Linked DNA regions of Sus scrofa: regions 2, 3, 4, 5, 6 and 7 are each linked to region 1. Evidence: chromatin contacts called from public Hi-C, HiChIP or PLAC-seq and promoter capture Hi-C data. All regions are on one chromosome and are shown on one strand. The core of a region is the stretch at or near the end of the contact, and the rest is flanking DNA. Distances in the headings are between cores, read along the strand shown. Region 1 holds the start of ELL (RNA polymerase II elongation factor ELL). Region 2 holds the start of SLC25A42 (mitochondrial coenzyme A transporter SLC25A42). Region 3 holds the start of ARMC6 (armadillo repeat containing 6). Region 4 holds the start of HOMER3 (homer protein homolog 3). Region 5 holds the start of DDX49 (probable ATP-dependent RNA helicase DDX49). Region 6 holds the start of MPV17L2 (mpv17-like protein 2). Region 7 holds the start of CERS1 (ceramide synthase 1).

Region 1 (3,310 bases), core at 360-2,859:
AGGAAACTGAGGGCTTAGAGAAGTTAAGAGAATTAGGAACACTGCAATATAGAAAGGGACCCAGGTAGCAGAGGCAGGAAAAAATGTAGTCGGGAGGGCTCTGGGTCAGAAAGATCCAAGTTCAAAGTTTCAGGCAGGCCATTCACTGGCAGGGTGTATACCCCTGCTGTCTCATTCCTTTGATTCTGTTTCTCCATTTGTAAACGGAGATATTAATGACAGGCATGGGAAAAAGTTGCAAGGAATCTAGCATTGCCTTTAGGATCAGCCTTTAGGTTCATGGTCAAGGGGTAAATAGATGGCAGTGCCGGCCTGGTAGTGATAGGCAGAGCTAACAAGATCATCTGGGTAGAAACACATAGAAAGTCCCTGAATTCACCTTCCTCCCTTGCCTCACTTCATCCTATGACCACTGTCTGTAATTAGATTAAAATGAGAAGGAGTCCCTGCTATTGTGCAACAGGATCTGCGGTGTCTCTGCAGTGCCAGGATGCAGGTTTGAGCCCTGGCCTGGCACAGTAGGTAAAAGATCTGGAGTTGCTGCAGCTGAGGCTTAGGTCTGGATTGAGGCTTGGATCTGATCCCTGGCCCAGGGAACTCTATATGCCACGGGGCAGCCAAAAAAGGAAAAAAGAGAAATGTCCATAGATACAGAAAGTAGGTTAGTGGTTACTAGGGCCTGGGAAGGGGGAATGAGGAGTGACTACTTTGTGGGTGTGGGTTTTTCCTTTAGGGGTGATGAAAACGTTCTGGAACTAGATGGTGGTAGTGGCTGCACAGCATTGTGGATGTATTAAATGCCACAGAATTGTACACATTAACTAACTTCATGATAGGTGAAATTTTTTTTTTTAATGGGTGAGCAGGACAATCACCATCTCTCAGGGCTCTGGGGGGTGTAGGATTTTATTCTAAGTCTACCCTTAGCACAACACTGTAAATTAACTATATTTTAATTTAAAAAGAAATCTACTGTTACCATGAGCAAAGTTAATCTGACCCCCAATCATCCAACAGCCCCAGGCCCACCTTAGGGGAACCCTATTAGCCCAACCCAGCGTCCAACGCGCGCTCAGTTTACATAGCCACGCCCATCCAGCAGCGGATCCCTCCCCCCACGTGCTTTGCGCGGGCCCCGCCCCCTCCCACGCCCTCAATGCGGCTCCTCGCTGAAGCCAAAGACGGAAGACTTGGAGAGACCTCATAAATAATACATCACGTCATTGGCTGGTGGGGCGGTGCTTCGACTTGCCTGGCTGAGTCAAGATCATGAATAATACACACTGAGGCGGGGCTTGAAGGAGCGCGCGTGTCGAGGCGGAGTCCGGGCGCGGAAGTGGACACCTCTAGGGTCTTGAGAGGTTAGGGATGGGGGGAGTCCATCCACGCCTTACGAAAATGCAGGAAGTCGGGGCGGTAACTATGGGATTCCCTGGGCCCACATGATGCGTGGCCAGCCGCATCTCATGAATAGTGCAGCACGTCAGCGGGCGGTACCGCGGCGTCTGTGGTTCTAGGGGGGTTCCGGCGAGGGCGTGGCCAGCCGCGTCTTATGAATAATGCAGCACGTCAGCGGGCAGCAGGGTGGGGCGTGGCCGGCGCACCGCCCGCACTGGAGCCGGGAAGGGGGGGCGGGGGAGCGATGGTCGCAAGATGGCGGCGCTGAAGGAGGCTCGGAGCTACGGGCTGTCGTGCGGGCGAGTGAGCGACGGTAGCAAGGTGTCCGTGTTCCACGTGAAGCTCACCGACAGTGCTCTGAGGGCCTTCGAGAATTACCGCGTCTGCCAGGTGAGCGGTGCAGGCGGTGCGGCCGTCGGGGACATCGGGACGCAGGTCGGCCTCGCGCTCCTCTCGCCACGGCGTCCTAGCCTGGGGGCGCGGGGTCCGGCTTCTTAGGTGCTGCTTGTGAGTTCCTGGGCCAGCGGGGCGCGGGGTAGGCGCCTGTCCGGCTCGGAGCGCAGGGAACCTCGGCGCCGGGAGGAGAACCTGGCGGGTGGCCCGGGGCGGCCATGGGGCCCGAACTCTCGCTCCTGGTCTGGGGATAGGGGGTCTGTCCGGCGCCTTTCTCGGCCCATCCGGCACCTGAGCAGGAACTGGTCTTTTCACCTGTTCAGGGGAAGGGGTGGAGGCCCCGCTGTCCGAGCTCGGAGGTGGGGGTTTGGGGCTTCTTTGGCTCCTTTGCGGGATGGCCGGTAGGGATGACTGCCTGCACTCCCGAGGAGCAGCTTTTCCGTCTTGGTCACTGGTAGGGTGGGTCAGTGGGGCACCGCTGTCGGAGCACCTGTGGGGTTTTGTTCCGTTTGTATGGGGAGGTTGTGTCTGCACTTGGGGGCTGTCTTTGATGCTTTCCAATGAGGCCCCTGGAGTTGGGTTCACTTTTCGTTCCTGGGAAAGGAAATTTGGGCAAAACCTGTCAACTCGCCTCCAACTCCCCAGGTGACCAGGTCTCACTGGACACCTTTAGAGAGTAGGAGTGTTTTGAGAAGAAGAGGCTGTGATTGTGGAGGGGGGGATTGCTGGTATGGTGCCTTTAGAAGATTGGGAGCCTGTGGTGGGCACCTGGGAGGGAGCTCTGGCCACCGCACCTGGCTCCTGACTCACAAACTTCTCAGGGGCTGATTTGGGTCCATCTGGCTAAGTTCAAGGCGTTTCAGTTCTGCCACCTGGCGGGGGGTGGGGGGGGTTGGGGAGAGGCTTCTGTGTACCTTCTTTCAGGCCTGACTGTAGGGTACATCTGGGGCCCTGGTCAGAAACTGCTTCTTCCCATTTCTGTTTGTGTCATGGCGCCCTCCTCCTGTGTTGGGACAGAAGTTGCAGGTGCCCAGTGGTCAGGTCCTGAGGGGAAGTGGTTTGGGAGCCCTTTTACCTCCTCACTGGGAAAGTAGGGGCTTCATCGTGGCTAGGGGGAGCAAGGGGTCTGGTGTCAGGTTCAGGAAGGCCCCGCCCTCTGAGAGAAAGAGAAAGAAGAGAGAGAGAGAGAGAGTGAGAGGAGAGAGAGAGAGAGAGAGAGAGAGAGAGAGAGTGTGTGTGTGTGTGTGTGTGTGTGGTGTGTGTGTGTGTGTGTGTGTGTTGTGTGTACTGGGGCTGGGGGGGGGCTCAGGGCGGGTGAGGAGAGAGACTAACTAGGAAGGAATGTGGCTTTCTTCCTGCCCTGGACTTGTTCGGCACCATTAGCTAAGCCGGGAATTTTTTCCCCTGTCTTGTTACCCGTGCCCACCCTTCCCTGGCTTCTTTCCACTTTTGGGGGCAATTTCCTTCCTGTTCTTGCGTCTCAGTTTTCTCTTCATAGAACAGGGACTTCATCTTTGTT
Region 2 (3,310 bases), core at 224-2,723, 470 kb before region 1:
GGCTGCCTGCTGGCCAACCATCTCTGAAGACGGCGGATATTGGTGAGCATGAAGCGGACGGGCAGCCCTTGCAGCCAATAACTGGGGGATAGAGGCGGGGCTGTTGGGAGAGGCTGCGGGTCCCGGGGGTGCCCTGCTGGGTGTGAGGAGCTGGGAGGCGAGGGCCTGTAGGCAGGCGAAGATTGGAGCCCTCGGAGAAGATGGGCAGCCCCAAGGACCAATCGCTTGGGAGAAAGGGCGGGGCTCCAAAGAAGCTGGCGCGACTGGCAGCGAGGAACGGAGGGCGTAGCCCGGAGGGCGACGGAGATTGGCTGCGAAGCCAAAGACAGGCAGGGCCGGCGGCCAGTCGCGAGGGCCGTGGGCGGTGCGCCCTGGACCAGACTTTGGAGCAAAGGAGGTGTAGAGTTTGGCCCTGAGCACTGTGGCCCGAGGTGGCCTTGGGAGTCTGGCGTAGGGTCCCCTCAGGCTGTGGCAAAGTCAGGCTCTCTGGCCACCCAGTGCAGAAGCAGGACCTCCAACTTGAGCGGCGAACTTGGCCACTAATAGGAAATACCCACTATTCCCCTGCAAAGGATACGGAGGGGGCAGAGAGTCTCGCTGGAAGTCACTCAGCTGTCCTCCACAGCTCCGGGTAATGGCAAAATGTGGAAATAGGTGGAATCTTACGTGCTTTGTGATCTTCTGGAAATGTTTGACTTCTCCGAGTACAAACTTGCTCCTCACAGGACTGAATGACATCCCTGTCAGGCCACTTCCCTGCTAAATCTTTGGTGAATTAACTGAATCCTAACCAGAATCCCATGAGGTCAAAGCGACTACTGGCTCCATTTTACAGAAACCAGAACACAGAGAGGTCAAATCCTTGCCCATGCTCACACAGCACTTCAGCAGGCCCAAAGTTGCCTGGTTTTTGGAAGTAGGGTAAGGCCGTGCCAAAGGACAGCCATGGGGGACCTGAGTGACACAGGTTTGAATACTTGTCCAGCCACTAGCTGACATTACAACAGATATGGTGTACGAGTCCCTGAGACCTTATGTTCTGAAGTAAAAGACTTTCTTTAGCCTCCCAAACTCAGTCTCAAAAAACTGACTCAAGAGTTAATGATTAGGAAATATTGTTACGGCTAAAAAACTAGTTAAAACAGGAGTTGCTGTTGTGGCTCAGTGGTTAATGAACCTGAGTAGTATCCATGAGGATGGAGCTTCAATCCCTGGCCTTTCTCAGTGGGTTAAGGATCCAGCATTGCTGTGGCTGTGGTGTAGGCCAGTAGCTACAGCTGCGATTTGACCCTAGGCTGAGAACCTCCATATGCTGCAGTGCGGCCATAAAAGACAAAAAGACCAAAAAAAAAAAAAAAAGAAAAACAAAACTAGGAAAACAGTCTCCATTATATTATGTCCTACCTTGACCCACTAACTTATTACTAATGGTTACTTTCTTTTCTTCTTCTTCTTCTTTTTTTTTTTTTTGTCTTTTTTGTCTTTTCTAGGGCCGCTCCCACGGCATATGGAGGGTCCCAGGCTAGGGGTCAAATTGGAGCTGTAGCTGCCGGCCTACACCAGAGCCACAGCAACGCCAGATCTGAGCCATGTCTTCGACCTACACCACAGCTCACGGCAGCAACGGATCCTTAACCCACTGAGCAAGGCCAGGGATTGAACCCGCAACCTCATAGTTCCTAGTCAGATTCATTAGTCACTGAGCCACGACAGAAACTCTAGTTAGAGTTATATTGCACCTGGTGTTTTCTTTTCATCTGAAACACTTCCTTAACACCCCCTTCCTTTTGTGAGCAATCTTCACTTCAGAGAGAAGGTCAAGGTTCAATAACCCCAAAGACCACCAGAGACTGTCACCAGACCACCTGACTCTGGCCTTGATGACTTTGAAATGATCTATGGAGGGAGAGGAACACAGGCACCCAAATCCTTACCAACAGCCCTGTTTTCTCAGGCTAAACCTATAAAACCCCTTGCTATCCCCTCTCAAGGCAGGACACAGTTTTGAGGGTGTTAGCCTACTGTGGCCTCCTCTGCCTCGCAAAGTAATAAAGCTGTTCTTTCTGCTTTGCCCAAAACTCTGTCTCCAAGTCTTAATTTGTGCTGGTGTACAGAGGCCACATTTCGGCTATTCAACCTTAGGCAATGCACTTGTGAACCTCAGTTTCCTCAAGGGACAATGATTCCTACACCTGATCTTTCCTCTCTGGGGCTGCTCCCCTGGGAGAACTTACATTCCAGCCATCACCTTGACCTTCTGGTGAAAGCATTTGACCCTGCACAGATCACATCTGGCCTGTGAGCCCCAGCTTTTCTGTGAGGTGTGGGGTCATGAGATTCTTTGCAGATAGTTAGGGAGACACTTGCAGTCCAGCACCAGGCTGTGTCACTGGCACCTCCCCAAAGCCTACCCTGTTCTCTGACTCACAAAGTGCACCCCTTTAATCTCTGGGGCATAGAGGATTACAAATATTCCCAGATACTGGCTCTTATTTCTTCTAGGTGTGGGCGGGTGTTGGTGGAAATCGAGTTAAGAACAAGAGAATCCTGGGAGGGAGCAAGGCTGAGCTAGACTGTAATAAGTGCTCACAGTTTAGATCTGGACAATCCCCCGGCTAAGTTCTCAATCCATAACTTTGCAAAGGGCCCATCTGAGGATACAATGAGGGCTCACAAGGGGAAGTCACTAGCTTGAGGTTACCATCAGATGCCTGATATTCCCATGATGTTCCCACCTGAGTCTCTGCTCAAATAGCTCCCAACTGTGGTTTGCTTCCCTGCAATTTCCAGGCCCTAGTCTCCATCCTGCCCTCTGGAGAAGAGATGGAAGCTGAGTCTGGTGAACACCTACTGGGTATCATATCCTTGCAGGGCTCAAATATCATCTTATGGAGTTCCTGCTGTGGCACAACAGGGTTGGCAGTGTCTTTGGAGCATTGGAACACAGGTTTGCTCCCTGGCCCAGTAGGTTAAGGATCCAGCATTGCCACAGATGCAACTTATGTATATCACAATTTCAGCACAGATCTGATCCCTGGCCAGGGAACTCCATATGCTGTGGGATGGCAAAAACAAACAAATAAAAATCCCAACCAAGAAACAAACAAAATCTCATGACCTGACTTCCAGAGAGGGGTGTTGGTGGCCCACCTTGCAGGTGGGAAAACTGAGTTTTGTGCAACAAGTGTCTCTTACTGGAAGGGCCCTGGGTTTGAATCCCTGCTCTTCTTGACTTGTTGATCATAGGACCTTTAGCAAGTGACTCAAACGCCCTGCTTCAGTTTCTCCAAGGAGCTTCCGGGGTTGATAG
Region 3 (3,310 bases), core at 408-2,907, 450 kb before region 1:
GTTCAGTGGGTTAAGGATCCGGTGTTGCCGTGAGCTGTGGTGTAGGTCGAAGATGTGGCTCAGATTCCACGTTTCTGTGGCTCTGGCATAGGCCAGTGGCTACAGCTCCAATTAGACCCCTAGCCTGGGAACCTCCATATGCCACAGGAGCGGCCCTAGAAAAGACAAAAAAAAAAAAAAAAAAAAGAAAGAAAGACAGAAAGACAGAAAGACAGACAGACAGACAGACAGACAGACAGAAAGGAAAGAAAGTATAGATCTGGAGCTTATGAGAAAGATGGTGCCTGGGAATGGTCACCTGGGAGCCACCTGGGGAATAGCCTCAGCCAGAAGAGGAGAGACAAAGCATTACCAGCTCTGGTACTGCATCCAAGGCATGTTAGGGGGAAGGGAGTCATCAAGGCTCCCAACTGACAGCCAGCTTCCCTTTTAAAGCCACAGTTCTGCTTATCAAAAAAACTGTCCTGATGAGCCAAGGACTCTGCATGATTCCTCTCCCTTCACCTGCCACACCCACCCTGGTTCAGGTGGCCTCACCTGCTTTCTCCCTGCCATACCCAGAGCCTCTACTCTCCACAAGGCAGCCAGAGAGAGACTTGAAAGCTCAGGGACCACCTCACTCACCTATTCAAAATTCTGCAGTGGCTTTCCAACCTTTGAGAACAAGACCCATGAGTTCCCTGGTGGCCTAGCAGTTAAGGATCCCATGTTGTCATTGCTATGGCTTGGGGCACTGCTGTGGCAGCGGGAGTTCTATCCCCGGCCCAGGAAGTCCCGCATGCCATGGGTGCAGCCAAAACCAAAACCAAAACCAAAGCCAGTCTCCTTACCAGCACTTTTCCTACCGGGACCTTCTCACCTGTGCTTCCCTGCTTCTTTCTCATTCTTCCCAGCTATCCAAGGGACAGCCTTCATAATCACTCTGGTCAAAGCATCCCCCGCTCTCCCATCACATCACTCTTTTATAATTTTAACATTATCTCAACATGGAGCGAAATAGTTCATTTATTTATTTGCTTTTGCTGTCTAGCCTCCTCCCCCAATGAAATTTAACTGCATGAGAGCTGGAGCTCCTTTTGTTAAACACCTTCCTCCATCCCCCCACCCCCACCAGCCTAGCATGGGGACGGACATGCAACAGTCACTCAGTACATATACAGGTGCTGAAAGAATGAATAAATGAAAAGAAAGCGAAAAGCAAGGAAGTGGGTAATTTTGTCTCCTGGCGGCTTCCGTAACAGTCTTTCATTACCCAAAACCAAGTCCTTGAAGGCCGCGCCACGGTCACTAGTCCGACCCCACGGCGTCCACTCCCTGCCTTGCGCGCGAGGGGGCTCGGCAGTCGCCACTTCTCACCCGGTCTTCCCGGCCACGTGGGAAAAGGGTGGGGTTCGCGGCTGTCACCAGCTGCAGCGCCGCTGGTCCCTTTCGGCCGCCGTACGCGCGCAGGCGCGCTGGCGCCGCCTCGCCTCGGCCCCTCTCAGCCTGGAGAACCGCTCCCTGGGTGACCAAGGGTGATCGCGGGTACAGGTAAGGCCAAGAGAGCCAACAGGTGTGAGGCAGCGGCGTCTCTGCCACCTTTTCCGGCCTGCTTCCCGTTACCGCCGCCGCCGGCAGACAAATTTTTTTGCCTCGGGAGTATCCGCCCCGAAGACCAGGCAGTGCGCCTGCGCAGAAGGGTTTGGCGACCGCTGCCTGCGTCCGTGCATCCCGGCTCGGTGGCGGCCTGCGCCTGCGCGGCGCGGCGCTGCGGAGACCGTTGGCTCATTTGCATGTCCCCGCCTCGCGCGGTGGCGGCGGCGGGTGAGGAGCCTGAGGCGGTGGCGGGGGCGGCTCCGCGCGCGGTGGGCTCGGGGTGAGGCCCGGGCCCGGGCGTCGTCTGCGGGTGGACCCCGGGGTGGTGGGGCTTGGGCGCAACACCGGGAACCCTGGGTCCCCGCGATGGCGCAGCGGGCTCGGCCCTTGGGCTGCGCGGCGGCCGCGTCAGCCTGGGGGGCGGTCTGCGGCCTCCCGGGCCTGACGCCCCCTTTTCTTCATCTTCGGAGGCTGAGAGGAGGCGGGCCGCTCCCGAAGGGGTTTATTCGTTCGTTCATTCATTCAGCCTGAGCCTGGAACAGCCCCTCTAGTGGGACAGTAACGGCGGCGGGTCGCTGAATTCGGCTGTTTGCTTTTTTTTTTTTTTTTAACCGATTCCATCCCCACAGCAACTCCTCATCATGAGCTGCCCATTCTATAGGTGGGGAAGTGGAGGCTCAGAAAGGTTAGGTCACTTGAATTGATCCCGGGCCACCTGGCCGGGAGACCCTCCCCTTCGATAGCACAGAGCAAGGGGTGCCTCAGAAAAAGGGCTGAAGGATGGGAAAAGGAGGTGATGATTATAAGAAATGAGTATAAGGCAGAAACAAGTTTGGGTTTTGAGGTTGGAGATTTCAAGATGGAAGGGATATCTTGGTGGTAAAGGACATTGCTACTGGATTCCCCTGTTTTGTTTTTCAGTCTTTTTCTACTCAGCCTTTAGGGCTTTGTCCCCACCACCAGGGCCCTGTGTGCCAGGTTCCAGTCTGGGCTACCTGACCTTGCATGGGTCACTGAGTCTGAATTTCCCTTTTGCATTTTTGTATAATTTTATTCATAATAGGACCCACTTCTTTCCTGGGTTGGTGTGAGAAGTAAATGGGCTTGTGGGATTCCCTCCCCTGCAGCAGGACCTGGCACAGAGTAAGCTCTGTCAGTAGGTCATTGTCACTGGTCAGGGACTTCTCCACTCACTCACTGAGAATTCTCTGTCAGAGGGGAAGTCTGCTCTCAGAGTTTCTTTGCTCTGTCTGTGAAATGGGAAAACAGAAATGGGAAATATCACATCTTCCCTAACCACCATTTGCAAGGTTAGGTTTGTCCCTGCTCCCCTACACTGTTGTGTTCAGTTTTATGTATTGCTTCGTGCAGTCCTTCAGTAACCCCAGGAGACAGGACTGCTTTTATAGAGCTGCTTTTAAGGGATTCTGAGGAAATGAGCTTAGAGAAGCAAAATAAATTGTCCGAGATCAACATGCTTGTCTTGCTCCTTCTCAGCTAACACACACCTCTGAGGTTCATGAGGGCAGAGCTCTTCTTAAAATAATCCAGCCTCCCTTTGAAATACCATGTCAGATTATGGATTATTGCCTTTTACTTTGAGGATTAGGTAAAATAGAGCAGGCTCTGTGAGCATTAGTTGTCACTCCTAGTGTCTTTTTTCCCCTTCTTACTGCAGGTCAGAGAAACATGGCAACAAGGAGAATTGCACAGGAGACTTTTGATGCTGTATTGC
Region 4 (3,310 bases), core at 582-3,081, 360 kb before region 1:
GATCCCTCAGAAAAGGCTGGGGTGGTGGAACAGAGGCGAGCAAGATCTCTTCCAAGCCCAGGATAGTCAGAGGAGCCTCCTGGAAAGGAGGCAAAGGGGCAGTGGAGCTGAGCCTGAAAGGGCAAAACAAAATATGTACCTTCAAGAAGGGCATTCCATGTGGAAGAAACAGCTTGGGTTTGCCCACCTTCTGGCCTGGAAGGAGGAAACCTCAGATCTTGGCCTGGGAATAAGTTTCTAGAAATTATACAAACTGGAATTCACCTAAAGGTAATTTGAAGGGAGCTACCAGCTCAGCTGTGCAATTCTTGTTGGGGTGGGGATGGGGGCAGACAAATATACTAGAACAAGAAAAGGAGGAGTTTCTGTTGTGGCTCAGCAGGTTAAGAACCCAACTAGTATCCATGAGGATGTGGGTTCAATCCCAGGCATTGCTCAGTGGGTTAAGGATCCCTCGTTGCCACAAGCTGCGACATAGATCACAGATGTGGCTCTGATCTGGTGTTGACTATGGTTCTGATTGGACCCCTAGCCTGGGAACTTTCATATTCCTTAGGTTCAGCCCTAAAAAGACAGGGGAAAAAAAAATGGCAAACACTTCTGAGGTTTGAGAAAGCTCACAAGTGAGTCTCCAAGCTTCAGGGAAGTGCAGGTTCTGAGGAGCCTCAGTGCTCTGTCCAAGAACTCGGTGGCACTGTGTGACTTTGGAGGGAGGAGTCTCCAGGGAAAGGGCAGATAATAGGATTGACAAGGGGGCCCCACAGGCAGGCTCGGATCAGGGGAGACTGAACTCAGTTCCAGAAGGACCCTCTCCCAGCAAGCGTATGAAGGGGTGGCTTCCCTCTGACCAGAGGTGGCAAATGCAGGCCTGTGGGCCTCCAGGCAATTTTCTCATTTGGTGGGACCTGGACAATGATGTTCCTTCCACCTCAGTCTTTGGACCCTATAACACAGCAACAATAATCCTAACCCAACCTCACTAGCATTTCTTTTTCTTTCTTTTCTTCTTCTTTTTTTTTTTTTAGGGCCACACCTGACCCACAGCACATGGAGGTTCCCAGGCTCGGGGTTGAATCAGAGCTGCAGCTGCAGGCCTTCACCACAGCCACAGCAACCTGAGATCTAGGCCCATCTGAGACTTACACCACAGCTCACAGAAACACCAGATCTTTTTACCCACTGAGCGAGGCCAGGGATGGAACCCACATCCTCCTGGGTACTAGTTGGGTTTGTTTGGGGTGAGCCACAACAGGAACTCCCCTCACTAGCATTGTTACAGTTGTTTGGGGGGATCAGGGTGGGATGGGAAAGCAGGCAGGGATTCTGAGCAGGGCATCCTGTATCAAGCCCCTTAAGTGCCTACTGTTTGCCTCTCTCTCACCTTCTTCTAGGCCCCTCTCCGCCCAAGTCTCTTTGGTTTTCTAGAAACACGCACTGAGCTCCTACCGTGTGCAGACGCCTGGACCCACAAGGCGTCAGATGTGCGCTGCCTCTGGATTCCCATCAGGTGAAGAGGGACTTGACCCCCCATCACAGGCAAAAGCAGCAGTGATGGGGAGGGTCCGGCTCACTCTTGAACAAAGGATGAGGCCACATTCTATTCTGTCCACCTAGGCCTGTCTCTGACTCCCTCCTCCATCTCTCTGTCTCTGGGTCTGGGTCTCTGTCTCCACTGCATCCCCTGTCCCCTTCTGTACCCATCTTAATATCCCGTCCACAATCCTCCCCACTTCCTCCCTGCTCCCACCCCTCCCTCTCCCCCTCGCCGCGGAGGGCCGGCAGGGGGCGCTGCGGGACGGCCTCGGCCGCCCGGGGAGGCGGGGCGGGCGGCGGCCGCGTCGGGACCGGCCGCGATGGGACCGGAGGCGGCGCGGGCGGCGGCGGCGGCGCAGACAAAGGCGCGGGCGGTGCGGCGGGCGGCGAGGAGGGCGCGGGCCCCGGAGCCAGCGAGCGAGCGGGGCGCCCGGCTTCGGGGAGTCGGCGCCGTGGGGCCGCACCCGTCTCGCGCCCGGACATTTGCGGGGCGCCGAGCCGTCAGGGTGAGCCTGGATAGCTGAGCCTGCACTGGGTGCAGGGGGTTGGGGGCGCGAAGTTCTGGGACTGGGGACAGGGCTCGGGGGTCCTCGAAGTTCCGAATACGGAGGCTGGGGGCGGATCAGGGAGCCCCGAAGTTCCAGGGCTTGAGAGGGCACAGGAACCCCGAAGTTCCGGAGTCGGGGTCGAGGAGGGCACAGTACGCCGGGTTCCCCAAATTCCGGACCTAAGGTGGAGGGGAGGCGCGAGGGGACGCCGAAATTCCAGACCTGGGGATGGAAGGGTGGCAGGGGTCCCCGAAGTTCAAGAGCCAGGGACAGCGGGGAGGATCCCCTAAGTTCTGGACCTGTAGTTGCAGGAGGTAGATAACACGTCCCCGAAGTTCTGGATCCGGAGTCAGGGGGAGGGGGGGAGGCGTAGCAGGGATCTTGGAAATACCAAGGTCCGGGATGGCACTTCCTGCATTTGGGGCGCACATGGGGCACCCCGCTTCTGACGGGTGGGGATTCGATTCTGAGCGAGTATCTCCTCAGATCCCCTGGGCTGGGGTTCCTGGGGTGGGGCTTCGCCCCCTCACGCGATTGTGGATCCAGTACACCGGGCGGGGTCAGGCCCCCCTTTGGGAGCCCCGCTGCCGGCAGCAGCGGCGTCCGAGGCGCATGACTAGTTGGTGAGTAACTTTCCCCAACGCCTAGAATCGCTGCAGGAGCATCCGGGCAGGGAGGCCCGAGTTTCTGGGACCCCCTGCGCCCGGAACCCTGGCTCAACCCGGGACCTAGCCCCAACCCTGGCCAAAGTCGCTGCCCCTCCCCCACCCAGGGGCTCCGGTTTCAGACCCTGTGACCGGGACAGCAGCTGCCCAGGACAGAGGAGGGGGGCATTCCCCCTCTGACCATGGAGGCTGCTGGGTCGGGGCCTCTCTTCCCTTAGTTTGCCTCCCCCTTCCCCCAGGTCCTCCCCTAGGACTCCCCCCCCAACCCCAGGGTGTTCAGATTAAGTGGTGAGAGGTGATGCGGACTGAGTGGTGATTGGAGGCCACCACCTTGAACCTGTTTAGCCACATCTTGTTTTTTTAACTAGGCTGAGGGCTCCCTGGGGGCTTTGACTCTGAGGTGTGCCTCTGCCCTAAGGTGGAAGCTGAGGGGTCTCTTTGTGGGTCCAGAAGGGGACTGGTTTACCAGTAGGCACCTGCCAATGCCCCACTTTTTGATGGAGGCTCTGCTTTGGGAGTGATGGATGAATGTGTCAGGAAGTACTACACAGGAGTTGGCCTTGG
Region 5 (3,310 bases), core at 557-3,056, 350 kb before region 1:
ATGCAGTCTTTCAAGCCCAGAGGCTTCCCCAGGACCCGGAACTGCTCTGCAATCTGGTAGGCCAGCTCCCTGTGGGTGTGAAGGGGCCAGGATGGGTCAGATAGGGGTTTTGTGCCTGCCTCTCATTCCTATTCCACCTCCTGACTGGCCCTCTCCTGTTCACACACCTTCCACAGCCCCCAGTCCCCTTAGCACAAAGGTTCTGATACTGAGTGTTGGAGGCTCATTGTGCCCCTGCCCTCTAACCAGGTCCCAGAACAGCTCATGGCTCGTCACCTGCCAGTCCCACTCAAACTGGCCCTGTCTCTTCCCATGTCCTCAGCAATGACACCACAGTCTTCAAAGCCTGAGACCCAAGTGTCAGTACCCCCTCCTCAAGGGCTGGTCAGTGTCCAGGTCCCCTCCTCTCTGCCCCCAGCTCCAGCTCCGCCCAGGCCTCTTTTCTGCCCATGTCCCTACTTCCTGATCTTCCTGCTTGCCCTAAATCAAGCCTCATGCTCAGCACTTTCCACATATCATCTTGTTTAATTCTTCAGTACCCCTAAGACATGGGCTTAATCTCTGTCCCCATTTTGCACAAATGCAAAGTGCGCTTGCCCAAGAGAACACAGCTGGTTAGCTCCCCCAAGAGGCCTATTGGGGGCCAGAAGCTCACCTTGTGGGTGTCAGGACGAGGCAGAAGATACCATAGGGATCTTCAGACAGCTTCTGCAAGATGGGCAGGACAAACGCTGCTGTCTTGCCGCTGCCTGTCTTGGCACAGCCGAGGCAGTCCCGACCTGGACAGAGGGCAAAGCAGCATCAGAGGTATAACAGATGTTCCACTGGGCCCAGTGTATAACAGCTAAGGTCTAATAAGCAGTTACTGTATGCTCAATACTGGCGTGTGCTCTTTCTGTTTCAGGATTCTGATAACTTACTGTTTTAGCAACTGACAAATTTTAGGAGGAAGAGGCCATTACCATTCCCACTTAACAGAAGGGAGAACAGATCTCAAAGCTTTGCCCAGGACACACTGCCAGTGAGTACAAGCTGGACTAGAACCCACATGCATCTGACCTGAGATGTCTGCTACTAATCACTACCTCATTTTGACTCCTTCCCAGGGATAGAAGCTTGGGAAACCCAGAATGTTCTCCAAAATCTGCATCCTATGCTCCCAAATGATGCCTTCAGCTTTATTTAATCTCTCAATTTGTCCATCTGAGGCTTCCTAAAAAGCCAGAGGAGTGAGGAGAAAAGCAGTCTACAGACTAGAGTCCTAAATTTACCTAGGTTTACCAGTTGTCGGTACCGGTAATACCGACAACCTCAGTTTCCATCTATGAAATGGAGATAGTAATACAAACTACCGAATTTTCCCAGTGTTATCTACCAGTCACTCATCAAATCATCCCAGCGCTCTGAGGCTATCTATGAGAGCTTCAGAAATTACACCACTTGTGTGCGGAAACACGGCGAGTCAATCGTACAGCCTAAACGCCAACACTGAGTAGTCGACTCCGAGAAACCAGGCTCGCCCGTGAGGCCCCAAAGCTGCCCCTCGACCCACGGTACCGGTGTGGGCAAAAGGGGCGAGAAGGCAAAGTAAGGCGACAGGAGCGGGGAAACCTCCTGTAGAAGAGGCCTAGGTACACTCACCCTCCAGGATGGCGGGGATGCAGCCGAGCTGCACGGGCGTGGGCTGCTTCAAACCCAGCTGCCGACATTGTTCCACCAGCCACGATGACAGCCCGAGCTCAGCAAAGCCAGCCATCCTCTCAGTCAGCCCGGCACCCCTGTGAGCCGTGCTTCCGGCGCTTGTCGATGACGTCAGGGAAGCCTTCGCGTTTATTGGATCTACCTTTTGCGCGGCTCCACCCTCTGCAGTTTACTGCCATTCCTAGGCTCATTATATCCTTACCATGTTTTCCCCGAGCCCGCAGACTCGAATACAACTACAATTCCCGAGATGCCCTGTGAACGCACGTGCGTCTCCCGCCCCTTTAACTCCTCTTTAAGCTCATTTCCAGGGAGCCGAGTAAACTACATTTCCCGGAGGCTCTGCGGTGGCTCTGTGCTTCCGGCCGACGTGTCCTCAGGAAGAGGAAGGGGTAAGAACACAGCGACATGGCGCCACCGGCACCCGGCCCGGCCTCCGGCGGCTCCGGGGAAGTAGATGAGTTGTTCGACGTAAAGAATGCCTTCTACATTGGCAGCTACCAACAGTGCATCAACGAGGCTCAGCGGGTGAAGGTGGGCTAGGGGATGCTAGGGGCGGAGGCGGGGGCGGAATACGCTTCCTGTTGGCCACGGGTCGTGCTCTGATTTTAAAACCCTTTCTTTCCTCGTCCCGTTTTTCCTCTCACACCTCTTTAGAGCGCGATAAGGAATTATCCCTGTCCCATGACAAAACCCAAAGCAGCAGCAGTTTATGATACTTCTCACTTTGAGCGCTCTTAGCCTGGGAGGCGTTTGAGTAAAAGAGGGGTTTCTTACCGCTATGGTAATAACAATGGCGAGGTTATTACGCTATAGTAATGATAATAGTAACAGTAATTCTTGTTGGTTCAGCGCCCACACTGTGCCGCCATACCCTCAATACCTGTGAAGTAGGGACGTTGTTTATCCTCATTGTCCAGGTGAGAACTCCGAGGCTTTTCGCAATGTCACCCTGTCCCATTAACCAGATTATTTCTCTCCAAACATGCCCATTCGTTCACTCCTCATGGAGTATCTGTATAAGCCAGGCAGAGTGCTCGTGCTGGGCTCAAAGCAGTACAAAATAGACAAAACTCCCAGCTCTCTTGGAAACCTCAGCTCCCAAGGGAGACAGAGAATTAACAAGTTAATAAACAAGATGTCAGGAGATGGTGTGATGGGGAGTGGTGAGGGGGCTTGGCTGTTTGAGGGCTGAAAAATAGAGTCCAGGGCCCAGGCAGTGAGCGGGTGACAGGAGAGGGAGCAGAAAGGACCTTAGGCAGTACTTTTGGGGAAGGGTCACGGATATTACAGTTACTTTGAGAGTGAGCCATTGGAGAATTTTTTTTTTTTTTTTTAAGGGCTGCACCTGCGACATATGGAGGTTCCCAAGCTAGGGGTCTAATCAGAGCTGTAGCCGCCAGCTTACACCACAGCCACAGCAACTCGGGATCTAAGCCTCGTCTTCGACCTACACCGAAGCTCACAGCAACGCTGGATCCCTAACCCACTGAACAAAGCCAGAGATCGAACCCGCAACCTCATGGTTCCTAGTTGGAATCGTTAACCACTGAGCCACGATGGGAACTCCAGGGTTTAGTGTTCTGAAGAGAGAAAGCTTAATTACAAC
Region 6 (3,310 bases), core at 503-3,002, 340 kb after region 1:
CAGCTAAGTGTCCTCTCCTTTGGGAAGCCCTTCCAACTACTGTCCAGGGAAGCCCCAGGAGAGAGTCCTCATCCTTCCTACACCATTGTCTGTGAATCTGCTATTCACACCTGCTCCCACTGGGTCTGACCTGTCATCACTGTAACCCAGCCTCCAGTCCAAGGCCACCTACACAGGAGGTGCACATACACATCCTTTTTTTTTTTTTTTTTTTTTTTTTTTTGGTCTTTTTAGGGCCACACTTGTGGCATATGGAGGTTTCCAGGCTAGGGGCCGAATTAGAGCTGTAGCCACTGGCCTGTGTCACAGAAACAGCAACACCAGATCTGAGACGCATCTGCAAGCTACACCACAGCTCACGGCAATGCTGGATCCTTAACCCACTGAGCGAGGCCAGGAATTGAACCTTCGTCCTCATGGATTCTAATCAGATTCGTTTCCACTGGGCCACGATGGGAACTCCCACATCCTTCTTAATACAAAGCTGGCTCTGCCTCTCTCAACCTATGAGAGGAAAAACCCAAGATCACAGGGCTCCTTACCCAAGAAATACCAGACGCCCAGCATGGGAGAGGCCACTACTTGGTCGACGAGGACCTTCCGGAGGACGTTTGGGAGGCCACGGAAGCCGGATGCAGGGAGCAGGCGGTCCAGCCAGAGGTACCAGTAGTGCAGGAAGGGGCCCATGCTGCAGCCCACCGCAAACATGCTCGCTGTGGGCAGTCCAAGAGTCAGGGGCACCATATTACACAAGCAAACCCTCCATTCCACTCCCTCCCTAGCGAATACCTAGGTAGGCCTGACACTTTCCCAGAGCCTAACCATAAATTTTTCCATTACTAGCCTCAGCACCAAGCACCATTCCAAGGGCTGCTTTTGTATCTTCTTGCCTCATCCCTTACCACCCTGTCAGAGGGTTCTATCATCACCCCGCTTTCCAGGGGCAGAAACAGAGTCACTGAAGGTAGGGAAGGTAGGGTGTGATCCTAGGCTGGCTGGGGCCTGACGCTGCGCCCTTTACTATTTGGGGGTCAGCATCCTGTACTCAATGTGAGTGGACAGAAACCCTACGTATGGGTGGAGATTAAGAGTCCTAAGGGAGAGGGGATGGAGACCTGGGCAAGGGCTGTTTAGGATGCACGTGGGGTCAAAAGTCTTGCGGGGGACTGAGGCCACAGGTTAGGGGTCACGGCGCACGGGTCTGATCTCCGAATCTGAGGTCGGGCCAAAGGCCCTCTGAAGTTAAAAGCCATCTGCCCTGGACCTCTCACCTGAACGCCGAGGGTCGAACTTCTGGCCCGGCCGGGCGCGGATCTCCCAGGACTGGCGCACGCCGTCTCCGGCCGCCATGAGAGCGCCGCAGCCCAGCGTGTTGGTGACGAGCAGCGCACGGCCTTGGAACAGAGGCTGCCCCGCGGCCAACAGGCTGCGGAGCCAGCGCCAGCCACCAGACGCCATCGTCCGCTGGGACCCGGGAACCGGCGCACCGGCCGCCCATCCCATGCCGACCAATCGCAAGTGATTGCCGCGCCGGGGATGCCTGCCCTGTGCAGTGCTTGCCAATCGCACGCTGTCTTCCTGATTTGCATGCCCTCCTCCAGTCACCCGCGTCAATCGCCGACCGATGGGCGTGTCACTTTACCAGGTATTATCGAATCAAAGCTCCGGATCCCGTCCTGGGGCCAATCGCCGAAAGAAGCCTCGCTCAGCCTTCCGCGTCTTTACAGATCAATCGAAAGTAAGCTTCGAGTCACTACGCGAAAGCTGATTGCTGACCTTCCAGCCTCGTTTCCCCGCCCCTTTCTGCTCTGGCCTATGGGTAACTGCCGCTACACTCTTTCTACCCTACCCAGCAAGGCACTGACCAATCGGAGACTCCCTCAGACTAGCATTATGCTGGCAAATCACTGTCATCTTGCCTATAGCGTTGAGATAGCAGATTTTAGTTACCGAGTTCTCTTGTCTAGTTGCCCTCCATATTTACAGATTCTCCCGGAATTCTTTTTTTTTTTTTTTGTCTTTTTGCCATTTCTTGGGCCGCTCCCGCGGCATATGGAGGTTCCAAGGCTAGGGGGTCTAATCGGAGCTGTAGCTGCCAGCCTACACCAGAGCCACAGCAACGCAAGATGTCTGCGACCTACACCACAGCTCATGGCAACGCCAGATCGTTAACCCACTGAGCAAGGGCAGGGATCGAACCCACAACCTCATGGTTCCTAGTCGGATTCGTTAACCACTGCGCCACGACGGGAACTCCCTCCCGGAATTCTTGAGAAGGGACTTCGGACCTGTGGCCGTGACGGATACTTGAGCTAAAGTCCAAAGCTGGAAAGACTCAGGAAAGTGGGGGCGGGACTACAGTTCTGCTGCGCGCGGAAGCAAAATGGCATTCTTGTCTTAGACCTGAACGTAGCGGGGCTTATGCCCTCAGTTCCAGCATAATAAATATTCGGCACAGTTCTGGGGGCGTGCCGTTCGTTAAGACACCTCACATCAACTTTGCGATGCTGTAGGAACAATTACATCCCCCCGCCCCACCCCCGTGTGTGTGTGTGTGTACTTTTTAGGGCCTTGCTTGCAGCTTGTGGAAGTTCCCAGGCTAGAGATCCTACCAGAGCTGCAGCTGCCAGCCTACACCACAGCCGCCCCAACGCTGTCTCCAAGCCTTGTCTGCGACCTACACCACAGCTCGCGCTCTCGGGATCCTTAACCCACTAATGGAGGACAGGGATTCAACCCGCATTTTCATGGATACTAGTCGGGTTCGTTACCACTGAGCCACAGTAGGACCTCCTACATCCCCATTTTGCCTCCTGTGTTCCTGTAGGGGAAAAATTCGTGTTTGGAAATGGAAAAACTGCATAGGATAGGGGTGTCGCAAGCTATGGTCTGTGAACCAAATCATGTTGCTTCCTGTTTTGGTCAGGCTCGTGAGCTAAGACTGTTTCTTACATTTAAAAAAAAATTTATTTATTTATTTATTTATTTACACTGTACAGCATGGGGATCAAGTTGCACATACATATATACATAATTTTTCCTCCCATTGTCTTGTTGCTATGTAAGTATCTAGACATAGTTCTCAGTGCTCTTTTTGTTTTTTTTGTTTTTTTTTTTTTTGGTCTTTTGAGAGCTGCACCCACGGCATATGGAGGTTCCCAGGCTAGGGGTCGAATTGGAGCTACAGCTACTGGCCTACACCACAGCCACAGCAACGTCTGATCCGAGCCGCGTCTTCGATCTACACCACAGCTCACGGGATCCTTAACCTACCGAGCAAGGCCAGGGATTGAACCCTCAACCTCATGGT
Region 7 (3,310 bases), core at 294-2,793, 330 kb before region 1:
CCTCTCCTATTACTGATGGGTGCCATGGTGACCAGATAGTGCCTGGGTGGGAGGGCACAGATGAGTGGTTGGGACCATGCAAGGCTGCCTGACTGGCCAGGCCAGACCTATGGGGGCATGTCCAGCAGCCTGGGACCCCTTAGTGCCCCACTGCTTGCCAGGCTGACTGAGGCATCAGTCATCAAAGGGGACAGATGAACCCCTCTGCCCACATTGAATACACATTCAAAAATAACAGGAGGTACAGCAGGATGGATGGTGACAGATACCAAAGAAGACTGATGGAGGGTGGTGTCAGGGAGGTAGGACAAGAAGGTGACATTGGTAGGTAAAGCCTAATGGTGAAGGAGGAGCCCTGCCAGTACCTGGAGGAACACCATTCTAGGCAGGGGGAACAGCCAGGGCAAAAGCCCTGGGGTGGGACTGCCTGGGGTGTTGGAAAGCCACCTATAGCTCAGAGGCCAGTGTGGCTGGAACGGAGGGAGCAAGGTGGGGGGCAGAGGAGAGCATGAGGGTGGGTCATGAGTCACAGGAGATGGGCTTTTACTCTGAGTGATGGGAGCTGTGGAAGGCTGTGAGCAGAAGAGGCACAGGTAGGCTCCCTCTGGCCTCTGCAGGGTAAAGAGGAGGCCATGATACCAGGCAGGAGTTACAAGGGTGGCCGAGGGTCATGTAAAGGCTATGCAGTTGCAGAGAAGTGGCTAGATTCAGGAACATTTGAAGGTGGGGCACACTGGATGCTGATGTGCTGCAGGAACTGGGGGAGGGGGTTGGCAGTGGAAGGAGGGATGAGGGCCCCGAAACTCCTCTACCTGCTTTCCCCTGCACACCTGAAGATCATGTCGGGCTGGTGGCCATATGCGCCCCACACTGATTCCTGCACTCCGCACCTTGAAAAGCTATGGGAGGACTCCTAGGCAGGGGGAAGGGAGGGACACAGGTGTGTCAGAGGCCTGGGGACTGGGAATGAGGGCTAGCAGTGGCAGGTGAGAGGATGTCCCCAAAAGGCCACTGATACCCTCACTGATGGCCAGTAGGGCTTCGGATACAGGGCCCCGTTAGTGGACATTGGAAGATCACTGCAGTGGTCCCAATGAAATGGTGGTCTTGATCCAGCCTCTGAATTCCCCCGCGCGCGCACCCACTCCCTCAGCCTCCCTCAAGGTCTATGTTAACCTGCGGCAGGGAGGCCTCCGAAGTCCTCAGGGTCACGGAGGCAGCAGGTGGGCCCTCATGTCAGTGAACAATGAGGTCTGAGTGTGGGAGGCAAGAGAGGTGTGCTGGAGGGCCTGCTCTGTCGGTCCAGAGCACGGCCTGTTGGTGACCATCGTGCCCCAAGTCGTGGACAGCCTGGTGGGGTGGGGGAGGCCAGGGTGGGCAAGGGCATCCAGGCGGGTACGGGGTGGAGACATGGGGCCGCTCTGGCCCTGCTAGCGGGTTCAGTCAGGCGGGCGCTGGGCAGACACCCCCTTCCCCCCGCCTCCCCGGCTCCTGGGTTTCCTTCGCTGGAAAATGAGCCCGAGCGTGGGCCCGCCTCCAGGACGCGACGCGACAACGCCGGGACTTGTGAGCCGGAGGTCGCCGCCACTGCCTCCAGGGAACTCAGCTTCGGCGCGCCCCCAAATCACGGACGCCGCGCCCCCACCCCGAGTCCCCGTGGGGCGGAGCTAGAGCCGGCCCCGCCTCTCCGTCCCCCGCGCTCTGGCCGGCGCGCCCCCGGCCCAACTGCGGCGCGTGACGCGGGGCGCACAGCTCCGGCGGCCACCGCGGGCGGGCGCAGACGGCCGAGACGGCCGGCTAACGGGCTGCATGTCGGCGGCGGGGACTGCGGCGGGGCCGGCCGGGCCCGAGCCCATGCCGAGCTACGCGCAGCTCGTGCAGCGCGGCTGGGGCAGCGCGCTGGCGGCAGCGCGGGGCTGCGCGGACTGCGGCTGGGGGCTGGCGCGCCGCGGCCTGGCCGAGCACGCGCACCTGGCGCCGCCCGAGCTGCTGCTGCTGGCGCTGGGCGCGCTCGGCTGGACCGCGCTGCGCTCGGCGGCCACTTCGCGCCTCTTTCGGGTCAGTGCTGCTGGGGGTCAGGACTTGGGTGCCCCGGGTTGCGGAGCTGGGATGTTTGAGGGTCCCGGGACGGAGACCCCGGGCCGCCGCGCGCCCCCTATCTCCGTGAGCCAGAGTGACTGGAACGTGGGGGGCCTCGGGCCGAAGGAGCTCGGGGCGCCGAATCCTGGGCCGCCTCGTGCCCCTTTCGGTCAGTGCGGGATGGCGGTGGGGGTGGGGGTGGATGCGGGGGTGTGGCCGGGTTGGGGGAAGCCTAGAACGTGGGGACCCGGACACGAGTAGCCTGTTAAAAGATGTAGGGGAATTCGGGCACCACCCATTCCGGCTGGTGCGGGAGCCCCAGGCGGTGGGAGGGCCTGAGCTGCCGCGCACACTAGGGCCGGGAGGAGCTGGGGACGGAGGAACGGAGGACGCGGGTTGGAAAAGCTCGGCGCACAGGGGCCGCCTGCGCCTTGTGCCTCTGGGCCTTGCAGGGCGCGCTCGGAACCAGAGCGGTGTCCGGGATCGGTGTGGCAGCGGGACTGGCTTGTCCGCTGTGCTGGGAAAAGGCAGGAGCTGCTGGGTCGCTGCCGCGCGCCTGTCTGGAATCAGCGCCACCCTCTGACCAAGGGATGCAAGGGCCTGGGCTCCCCGGCCACGCCGTGTTCACAGCCTTTGGGGAGATGGCACGGCTTGGGTCTTCGAAGCTGAACTGTGTGGCTTCCAAGGGCTCGCGACCGAATTAGTCAGTTTTCAGCAAGCCTGGGAAGGCCACCTCCCTCTCCACCTCCTAGGAGAGTAATTGAGGGGGTGACATTGGTGACTGGCCTCCCTCCCATTCTTGGGGAGGGGTCGCTGCTGTGGAAGCTCGTGGGAAGGCGTTTGGGCCCCTAGCTTGGTTGTGACTGCCCTGAGGACCAGCTGGGGTTACTTCGCCTGTCTGACTGGAGGTGGCAGGGGATGCAGGGACAGAACGCCCAGAGCCAACAAAGGGGCCTTTTTTTCTCTGCTGGCTGGGAAGAGGCTGGCCCTTGTTAAGTCAGGGATGGGGTGTTGTCCGGCTTCCATTGTCCCCACTCCCACTCTCGTGTCACCCGCCTGGGGGGCAGAGACCCCAGCCACCACCCTGCTCCAGGGAGGGGGAGGCAGGCATGACAAAGGCCCCTCCATAGGTCAGCCCTGGTCCCAATCTGGCTATGTTGCTCCCCCACCTTTCCAGTTTCCAGCTGGGAAGTGGGAGGTCCAGGAGGAGGAGGGCCAGAGCCCTAGAGGG

The links. Promoter capture Hi-C pulls out the DNA fragments that hold promoters and counts their contacts. A called contact is a pair of places that touch in the nucleus more often than the background predicts. HiChIP or PLAC-seq counts read pairs in DNA pulled down with a chosen protein or histone mark.
Region 2: a contact with region 1 is called in a promoter capture Hi-C map of liver, with 3 times the contacts expected there. The contact joins the promoter of SLC25A42 here to the promoter of ELL in region 1. A contact is called at or near these places in 1 of 5 promoter capture datasets (liver) and 1 of 47 Hi-C or Micro-C datasets (liver).
Region 3: a contact with region 1 is called in a promoter capture Hi-C map of liver, with 2.5 times the contacts expected there. The contact joins the promoter of ARMC6 here to the promoter of ELL in region 1. A contact is called at or near these places in 2 of 5 promoter capture datasets (fetal liver and liver) and 1 of 2 datasets of contacts at active chromatin or transcription factors (alveolar macrophages).
Region 4: an H3K27ac HiChIP or PLAC-seq map of skeletal muscle shows a contact between it and region 1, with 3 times the contacts expected there. The contact joins the promoter of HOMER3 here to the promoter of ELL in region 1. A contact is called at or near these places in 1 of 5 promoter capture datasets (liver) and 2 of 2 datasets of contacts at active chromatin or transcription factors (alveolar macrophages and skeletal muscle).
Region 5: a Hi-C map of skeletal muscle shows a contact between it and region 1, with 6 times the contacts expected there. The contact joins the promoter of DDX49 here to the promoter of ELL in region 1. A contact is called at or near these places in 1 of 5 promoter capture datasets (liver), 1 of 47 Hi-C or Micro-C datasets (skeletal muscle) and 1 of 2 datasets of contacts at active chromatin or transcription factors (alveolar macrophages).
Region 6: a Hi-C map of liver shows a contact between it and region 1, with 3 times the contacts expected there. The contact joins the promoter of MPV17L2 here to the promoter of ELL in region 1. A contact is called at or near these places in 2 of 47 Hi-C or Micro-C datasets (heart right ventricle and liver) and 1 of 2 datasets of contacts at active chromatin or transcription factors (alveolar macrophages).
Region 7: an H3K27ac HiChIP or PLAC-seq map of alveolar macrophages shows a contact between it and region 1. The contact joins the promoter of CERS1 here to the promoter of ELL in region 1. A contact is called at or near these places in 2 of 5 promoter capture datasets (fetal skeletal muscle and liver) and 1 of 2 datasets of contacts at active chromatin or transcription factors (alveolar macrophages).

Annotation. Positions count from the first base shown.
Region 1 is chr2:59,275,555-59,278,864 of Sscrofa11.1, forward strand. It overlaps ELL (RNA polymerase II elongation factor ELL), which reads left to right and starts at 1,610. Exons shown (of 13, transcript XM_021083507.1): 1 at 1,610-1,788. The coding sequence starts at 1,654.
Region 2 is chr2:58,801,883-58,805,192 of Sscrofa11.1, forward strand. It overlaps SLC25A42 (mitochondrial coenzyme A transporter SLC25A42), which reads right to left and starts at 1,474. Exons shown (of 8, transcript XM_021083444.1): 1 at 1-1,474. The coding sequence starts at 21. LOC100511007 (a long non-coding RNA gene) reads left to right here. Exons shown (of 2, transcript NR_045043.1): 2 at 1-1,359.
Region 3 is chr2:58,826,752-58,830,061 of Sscrofa11.1, forward strand. ARMC6 (armadillo repeat containing 6) reads right to left here and starts at 1,658. Exons shown (of 8, transcript NM_001243929.1): 1 at 1,357-1,658. SUGP2 (SURP and G-patch domain-containing protein 2) reads left to right here and starts at 1,258. Exons shown (of 11, transcript XM_021083458.1): 1 at 1,258-1,530; 2 at 3,254-3,310. The coding sequence starts at 3,265.
Region 4 is chr2:58,912,118-58,915,427 of Sscrofa11.1, forward strand. HOMER3 (homer protein homolog 3) reads left to right here and starts at 1,832. Exons shown (of 10, transcript XM_021083465.1): 1 at 1,832-2,039.
Region 5 is chr2:58,928,904-58,932,213 of Sscrofa11.1, forward strand. DDX49 (probable ATP-dependent RNA helicase DDX49) reads right to left here and starts at 1,807. Exons shown (of 13, transcript XM_003123539.4): 1 at 1,642-1,807; 2 at 656-779; 3 at 1-69. The coding sequence starts at 1,756. COPE (coatomer subunit epsilon) reads left to right here and starts at 2,026. Exons shown (of 10, transcript XM_003123536.4): 1 at 2,026-2,235. The coding sequence starts at 2,110.
Region 6 is chr2:59,611,410-59,614,719 of Sscrofa11.1, forward strand. It overlaps MPV17L2 (mpv17-like protein 2), which reads right to left and starts at 1,753. Exons shown (of 5, transcript XM_003123505.3): 1 at 1,272-1,753; 2 at 543-713. The coding sequence starts at 1,503.
Region 7 is chr2:58,949,980-58,953,289 of Sscrofa11.1, forward strand. CERS1 (ceramide synthase 1) reads left to right here and starts at 1,544. Exons shown (of 7, transcript XM_021083472.1): 1 at 1,544-2,058. The coding sequence starts at 1,810.